2 separate regions of the Capra hircus genome follow, and region 2 is linked to region 1. The links are chromatin contacts, called in public Hi-C maps. All regions are on one chromosome and are shown on one strand. The core of a region is the stretch at or near the end of the contact, and the rest is flanking DNA. Distances in the headings are between cores, read along the strand shown.

Region 1 (4,574 bases), core at 1,003-3,502:
CTGTAGCTCCGTCTTCTTGCACCTTCTCAGTCCTTGTCTCGAGTCTGTCTATCTGTAGCTCCGTCTTCTTGCACCTTCTCAGTCCTTGTCTCGAGTCTATCTATCTGTAGCTCCGTCTTGTTTTCTAGATTTTGCATCATCTTTACTCTCACTATTCTGAATTCTTTTTCAGAGACTCCCTGTCTCCTCCTCTTTTGTTTGGTGTGGTGGGCATTTATCATGTTCCTTTACCTGCTGAGTGTTTCTCTGCCTTTTCATTTTGTTTAGATTGCTGTGTTTGGAGTGGCCTTTCTGTAGGCTGGAAGTTGTGGTTCCTCTTTATTACGGAGCTTGCTCCCTGTGGGTGGGGTTGGATGAGTGGCTTGTCAAGGTTTCCTGGTTAGGGGAGCTTGCATCTGTGTTCTGGTGGGTGTAGCTGGATCTCTTCTCTCTGGAGTGCAGTGAAGTGTCCAGTAGTGAATTTTGGGGTGTCTATGGGTTTGACATGGCTTTGGGCAGCTTGTATTTTAATGCTCAGGGGTGTGTTCCTGTGTTGCTGGAGAATTAGCATGGTATGTCTTGCTCTGGAACTTGTTTGCCCTTGGGTGGAGCTTGGTTTCAGTGTAGGTATGGAGGCTTTTGGATGAGCTATTGTTGATTAATGTTCCCTGGAGTCAGGAGTTTTCTGGAGTTCTCAAGTTTTGGATTTAGGCCTCCTGCCTCTGGCTTTCAGTCTTATTCTTACAATAGCCTCAAGACTTCTCCATCCATACAGCACAGATGGTAAAACATCTAGGTTAATGATGAAAAGTTTCTCCACAGTGAGGGACACCCAGAGAGATTCTCAGAGTTACATGGAGAAGAGAAGAGGGAGGAAGGAGATAGAGGTGACCAGGAGGAGAAGAGGAGCAATCAGTTCCCTAAGTGTTCTCTACAGCCCGGAACACCCAGAGAGATTCACAGACTTAAGTAGAGAAGAGAAGGAGGAGGAAGGAGATAGAGGTGACCAGGAGGAGAAGAGGAGCAATCAGTTCCCTAAGTGTTCTCTACAGCCCGGAACACCCAGAGAGATTCACAGACTTAAGTAGAGAAGAGAAGGAGGAGGGAGGAGATAGAGGTGACCTAGGGGAGAAAAAGGAGAGTCAAAAGGGGGAGAGGGCAATCAAGCCAGTAATCACACTCCTAAGGAAAAATGGGTACTGAAGACTGGATTCTTAAAGGTACAAAATTGATAACAAATACCAAAAAGCAAAGATTAAAAATCTAGGGTAGAGGTTAGACTCTCAAAAATACAATATTAAAAAAACAAAACAAAATGACAAAAATTATAAAATATATATATGAATATTGCTTTAAAAATAGGGTCTTTTTTGCAAGGTAATAGTAGGTTATAAAAATGAAAATTAAAGGAGTAATAGAGGACTTAACATTTAAAAAAATGATAATAGTAAATATATATTTAGGAATTTCTCTGGAGCTGTTGCAGGCAGTATGGGGTCAGTTCAGTTTCAGATAGTTCCTTGTTCCAGCTTATAGGTCTCAAGATCTACAGGCCCCTTCCAAAGTAGTCGGTGCTAACGACAGGGTTTTAATCTGTTGCACCTGTCACTTCAAAGTGGTTCCCTCCGTTTATTTTGGCTTCTTCTGTTTGTTGGTCTCTTAGTGTCTAATTTCTGCCCTGACACAAGGGGGCGGTGGTGGTCACTTATTTAGGCTCACTGTCGTGCTGTGGGGAGGGAGGAACACTCCAAACTTGCCGGGAGTGCTCACAGTGTCTCGGCCACACTGGGTTTGCCTGTGTGCTTTCCCGGTCTACACTGCTCAGGCTCCAGGTTGCTCTGCAGGGCAACTGTCTAAAGTGGGCCCTGAGTTGCATGCACTTCCCAGGTCTAAGCTGCTCAGGTTCAGGTTCTCGGATACTCCACAAAGGCGCAGACTCGGTTGGGCCTGCGTTTTGTGCCCTTCCCAGGTCCGAGCAGCTCAGGTGACCAGGTGCTTGGCGAGTGCACTCTCCCCAGGTGGGGGTGCGTCTTATCGCCTCCCCATCGCCTCCCCCATCCCAGCCCCTCGGTTTCCTGGGTGGCAGTGGGAGGGCTTCCAGTGGGAGCCCTGTCTCAGGCGTGCCCTGTGTCTCCTCTGGGGAGCCTATCTCTGGCTGTGACCCTCCTGGCGGATGTCAGCCATCCAGGGTTGCAGGAAGACTTGGTTAGCAACTGGAGCCTGCTCACAGTTTGGTAGAGGATGCCCCTTTTCCGCTCCAGCTGCCCCCGCACACCCGGACGCCCCCGCCCCCGCCTCCCTGTCTCCAGCGGGGGATGGGCCGGTCTGCAGCCGGCCAGCTCTCCTGGTATTTGCTCAGTGCTTTGTTCTGTGAGCCAGCCAGCAGTGTCTTAGGTTAGGGGTTTTCACGGGATAGTTCTCTCTTTTTTCTCTCTCTGGCTATCCCACAGTTTGGGTTGCTATCTCACGTTCAGTTCAGTTCAGTCGCTCAGTCGTGTCCAACTCTGTGACCCCATGAATCGCAGCATGCCAGGCCTCCCTGTCCATCGCCAACTCCCGGAGTTCAGTCAGACTCACGTCCATCGAGTCCGTGATGCCATCCAGCCATCTCATCCTCTGTCGTCCCCTTCTCCTCCTGCCCCCAATCCCTCCCAGCATCAGAGTCTTTTTTCACCTCTTCGCATGAGGTGGCCAAAGTACTGGAGTTTCAGCTTCAGCCTCATTCCTTCCAAAGAAATCCCAGGGCTGATCTCCTTCAGAATGGACTGGTTGGATCTCCTTGCAGTCCAAGGGACTCTCAAGAGTCTTCTCCAACACCACAGTTCAAAAGCATCAATTCAAAAAAAAAAAAAAAGCATCAATTCTTCGGCGCTCAGCTTTCTTCACAGTCCACCTCTCACATCCATACATGACCACTGGAAAAACCATAGCCTTGACTAGACGGCCCTTTGTTGGCCACGTACTGTCTCTGCTTTTGAGTATGCTGTCTAGGTTGGTCATGTTAGCTCCCTCAGGTTGCCCTCAGGGCGCTCAGTCCCTGTCCTTACCCTAAGCAATGCAGCCCGTGCCTCCATGTTCGGCCCCGCTTGCTGGTGGCAGATGCGGGCGTCTGGGGCTACTTCTCGGCTGGGAGTTGCCGGCAGGCTCATGATCTGTGGGTTTATTTGTTTATCTATCCTCCCAGTTGTGTTGCCCTGAGATTCCTAAACTCCGCAGAGACCCGCCGGTGGGAGGGTTCCCTGGTGTTTGGAAACGTCTCCTGTTTCATGCCTCCCTCCCTGAGAGGGGTGTCTGCCCCTAACTCTTGTCTCACTTTTTACCTTTTGTATTTTGTCCTACCTCCTCTTGAAGACAATGGGCTGCCTCTCTGGGTGCCTGGCGTCCTCTGCCAGCGTTCAGAAGTTGTTTTGTGGAATTTGCTCAGCGTTCAAATGTTCTTTCGATGAATTCGTAGGGGAGAAAGTGGTCTCCCCGACCTATTCCTCCGCCATCTTAGGACTGCCCCCCTCTATAACAATGTTTTTATAGTCCTTGATTTTTAATAAAATTTTACTTGGTATTAGCAAGGGATAGTAAAATAGCCCCAGGAAGTCAGCAGCAGATCCATGCATACCCATAAAGCTGGTAGATGGCAAAAGGCAGCATGGTCTGTTACAGGAGCAGAGCCGCTCACTGAAACAATCGAGGAGTAGGTATCAGATACTCACCCCACTCAGAAAAATCAGGGAGGACCAAAGTACTACGTAAGGGGAAAATCCTTAAGTATTTTAGAAGATAGAGAACATCTCTGACCTTGACGTAACTACAGAACCAAAGTTAAAATATATTTCGCAGAATAGGAGAAGATATGTCCAAGGCGTGTTACAAAGGGTCATATCTATAAAATGTCAAGAACTCTCAGGATGGACCTGTACACACTGCTATTTTAAAAATAGATAACCAACAAGGACCTACTGTATAGCCCAGGGGACTCTGCTCAGTATTATGAAACAACCTGAATGGGAAAAGAATTTGTGAGAGAATAGATACATGTGTAACTGAATTACTTTGCTGTGCACCTGAAACTAACACATTGTTAATCGCCTTTACTCCAATATAAAATAGTTTTGGGGGTTTTTTTAAAGAACTTTCTAGACTTTGCTGGTGGTCCAGTGGTTAAGACTCTGCCCTCCCAATGTAGGGAGTGCAGGTTCGATTCCTGATAAGGGAATCAAGATTCCACGGACGATAACAATAAAAGAACTCTCAAATGAGGAAGAAACAACTCAATATTAAAAAAAGGCGGCCAAGGTTATAAACAAACCACAGACCCATGGAAGCTTAAAAAGTAAACAAATGAAAAGCTGCTCAGCCTCACACGTCTCTACTGAAGCTGTTTTAGGCAAATTTCTTTCAGAATGAATGACGGAATTTGTAATGGTTTTTTGTTTTCAAGGATGAGGATGTAGAGATCGTGGTTAATGAACTAGGGGATTGGGTCATTTATGATACCACTAACTGTGGGTTTGTCACAGTGATGCTCTAGCAATTGCTGCGTTGTACAATTTTGGTACTGGATTAGTGCTAATTTTAGTACTGGATTAGTACTTGTTACT
Region 2 (4,052 bases), core at 401-2,900, 73 kb after region 1:
TTATTGAAAAAAAAATTTTAATGGAAAATATGCTCCACACAGCTATTATTAAGAGACATGAGAATCAGAACTGCAAGGAGGTATCACATTGTGCCAGTCAGAATGGCCATCAGCAAAACATCTACAGACAATAAATGCAGAGACCCCGAGGAGGAAAGGGAGCTCTCCTTCCAGGCTGATGAAAATGAAAATTGGTAACGTGCAGTCTGGAGAACAGTGTGAGGAGGTTCTTTACAAACCAAGAATAAAGCTAGTTGATGATCTAGCCACCCCAGTCCTGGACCTACCATCAGAGAAACACAGAATCTGAAAAGGCGCACCAACATTCAGTGCGGCCCTGTGTACAACATCCAAGACACGGGAGCCACCAGTGTCCACTGACAGAGGAACCGCAGAAGAGGGCGCACCACATGTACCGAGGCGGCGATGGCAGCCCACTCCAGTGCTCTCGCCTGGAGAATCCCAGGGACAGGGGAGCCTGGTGGGCTGCAGTCCGTGGGGTCGCTGAGAGTCAGGCACAACTGAGCGACTTCACTTTCACATTTCCTTTCATGCATTAGAGAAGGCAATGGCAGCCCACTCCAGTGCTCTCGCCTGGAGAATCCCAGGGACGGGGGAGCCTGGTGGGCTGCAGTCCGTGGGGTCGCACAGAGTCGGACACGATGGAAGCGACTTAGCAGTAGCAGCAGCTACATATATACAGTGGGATACTGGCCATAAAAAAACAGATCAAGTGATGCCATCAGCAGCCACATGAATGGACCTAGACAAGATCATACTTAGTGAAGTAAGTCAAACTGAGAAAGACAAGCATCATATGAGATCACCTACATTCGGAATCTAAAAATTGATACAAATGAATTAATTTATACGAGAAAAAGACTCACAGAGTTAGAAAACAAATGCATAATTCTCAAAGGGGAAATCAGGGGCGGGAGGGATGAGTTAGGAGGTTAGGGTTAACAGATACACTGTCCTATATACAGAAGAGATAATCAAGAAAGACCTACTGTATAGGACAGGGAACTCAACTGAACTCTCCTGTAATAACCTATATGGGAAACGGATCCAAAAATCGAGACAGCTACATGTGTGCACAAGTGAGTCAGCCGGCAGTGGCCCTAAAACAAACACAGCACTGTAGATCGACTCCACCTCATGTAAAAGAAAAACTAAGTCAAGCAGAGCCAGCCACACTCCCCACAGGCCTCAGGGACCCAGGTGGGCGTCACATCCCTGGGGCCGAGCAGGCCTGCGTCTGGAGGACTCTCATGGGACTGACGGAGGATGTGCAAGCAAATGAGCCCCCTTGGACCTGTACTGCCGCTCCCCTCTTGATGGGACCACAATCTCGAGAGCCAGGCAGGCCCACAAAAAGCCACAGGAAGCCTACTTCACCCAAAGATCTGCGGATCCTCCTGGGCTGGAAGAGCTTCGTAAAGTCACCTGGTCTCCCCTCCTCCTCGCGTCTTGGTACTGGGCTCCCACCTCCACCCTCCGTCCTGAGTCCCCACACCTACAGACCACAGCACCCTTGGCAGAGCGGTGTTGCAAGGCCTGGCATTTCTCCATGGGGTGAAAGGTAACAGGGAAGGAGGAATGACACACAGGTCCCTGAGCCTTTCTTCTCTCGCATTCCGCTCTCCTGGGCAACCCGGGAACGCGACTTTCCCAAGCGTCTGGCTGCCCAGGTAACCAGATCTGTATGTGGGAAAGTGCTGCCGCCTCGTGGCCCTTTCCTGTAACAACACTTTAAAACCTGCAGCTCATGGGCACTTCCTATTCAACCCTGGGAGGCTGGAATCGGCACCCACTCTCAAGAAATGTCCTGCAGTAGGTCTTGGAAGAATAATGCAAAACAGGGCTGACTTTCAAGAAGCCAATTTCAACAGGCAAATTTCATTCACACAGTCTGAAAAGAAAAGTAGTGGAAAAGAGAACCCACTGGCTATTAACGTCCTGTGCTTAGTCGCCCAGTTGTCTCCGACTCTTTGCAACTCTGCGGACTGTCCCCCACCAGGCTCCTCTGTCTGTGGGGAGTCTCCAGGCCAGAGTACTGCAGTGGGAAGCCATGCCCTCCTTACGGCTGTTAACAGAGAAACGAAAATGAAAACCACAAGGCCAGGCCTTCCCTGGCGGCTCAGGGGTAAAGAATCCACCTTCCAATGCAGGAGACATGGGTTCAGTTTCTGACCTGGGAGGGAATGACACCCACATGCCACGGAACTCAGCCCGTGAGCCACAACTACCGAGCCTGCGTGCCTCAACTACTGAAGCCCGTGCACCCCAGAGCCCGTGCTCTGCAACGAGAGAGGCACTACAATGAGAAGCCCGTGCACCACAACCAGAAAGCAGCCTCCGCTCTCCACAGCTGGAGGAAAGCCCTCGCAGCAACGAAGACCCACAACAGCCAAAAATAAGTACATTTTTTAAAAAGAGCTGCAAAGATGCATCACCTCACGTCAGTCCCAATGGTCATCAGTGAAGCATCTAAAACCATCAAAAGTGGAGACAGCGTGGAGCAAAGGGAACCCTCCGATGCTGCTGCAGGGATGTAAGCTGGCAACAGCCACTATGGAGAGACCTGCGAAGGCCCCTCAAGACCTAAAAAAATCCCAGCATATGATCCAGCAACCCCACACCCGCACATACATCCAGAGGAGACTGCAATTTTGAAAGATACATGCGCCCCACTGTTCACTGCTGCACTATTTACAGCAGCCAAGACATGGAGGCAGCCTAGATGGCCATCAACGGACGAACGGACACACACACACACACACACACACACACACACACACACACACACACACACGCAGCCTAGACGCCCATCAACGGACGAACGGACACACACACACACAGACACAGACACACACACAGACAGACACACAGGCAGCCTAGATGCCCATCGACAGATGAACGGACACACACACACACACACACACACACACAGGCAGCCCAGATGCCCATCGACAGATGAACGGACACACACACACACACACACACACACACACACAGACACACACACAGAGGCAGCCCAGATGCCCATCGACAGATGAACGGACACACACACACAGACACACACACACACACACACACACACACACACACACACAGGCAGCCCAGATGCCCATCGACGGACAAACGGACACACACACACACAGACACACACACACACACACACATAGGCAGCCTAGATGCCCATTGACAGACGAACACACACACACACACACACACACACACACACACACACACACAGGAATATTACTCAGCCATAAAAAAGGAACGAATATGAGTCAGTTCCAGTGAGTTAGATGAATCTAGAGCCTGTTACTGGAGAAGGCAATAGCAGCAGCAGCAGAGCCTGTTATACAGAGTGAAGCAAGTTAGAAAGAGAAAAACAAATATCATCTATTAATGCGTATATACAACATCTAGAAGATGATACTAATGAACTATCTGCAGCAACAGAGATGCTGACAGAGAACAGACTTGTGCACACACTGCAGGAAGGAGAAGTGAAGTGAAGTCGCTCAGCCGTGTCCAACTCTTTGCAACCCCATGGATTGTAGCCTACCAGGCTCCTCCCTCCATGGGATTCTCCAGGCAAGAGTACTGGAGTGGGTTGCCATTTCCTCCTCCAGGGGGTCTTCCCAACCCAGGGAGCATGGGATGAATTGAGAGAACAACACTGAGACACATATATACACACATGTATAACCATATGCAAAACAGCCAGAAAGTGGGAACCTGCAGTCTGACACAGGGAGCTCAACCCTGTGCCCTGTGACAACCTAGAGGGACAGGATAGGGGAGGGGAGGGAGGCTTTAGTGGGAGGGAATATATGTATAATTAAGACTGATCTGTGCTGTTGTACAGCTGAAACCATCACCATTGCAAAGCAATTTTCCTCCAATTAAAACAAAAACAAAAACTAGCCTAGAGGCTAAGCAAATCATATCGTCAATCTCATTTCATTTACACCAGCAGAGGGCTGCAACAGCCAAGGAATGCTGCTGCTGCTGCTAAGTCGCTTCAGTCGTGTCTGACT

The links. Hi-C and Micro-C count contacts between places; a contact is called where the count stands out from the background.
Region 2: a contact with region 1 is called in a Hi-C map of liver, with 6 times the contacts expected there. The contact joins two enhancer-like sites. A contact is called at or near these places in 2 of 5 Hi-C or Micro-C datasets (blood and liver).

What each region holds. Positions count from the first base shown.
Region 1 is chr22:6,776,854-6,781,427 of ARS1.2, forward strand. No RefSeq gene overlaps it. Among named protein-coding and RNA genes, the nearest start is that of CMTM7, 58 kb to the left of the region's middle. Within about 2 kb of position 2,253, at least 1 of the 5 cell types and tissues checked has an H3K27ac peak or open chromatin away from gene starts, as enhancers often do.
Region 2 is chr22:6,850,016-6,854,067 of ARS1.2, forward strand. No RefSeq gene overlaps it. Among named protein-coding and RNA genes, the nearest start is that of CMTM6, 7.2 kb to the left of the region's middle. Within about 2 kb of position 1,651, at least 2 of the 5 cell types and tissues checked have an H3K27ac peak or open chromatin away from gene starts, as enhancers often do.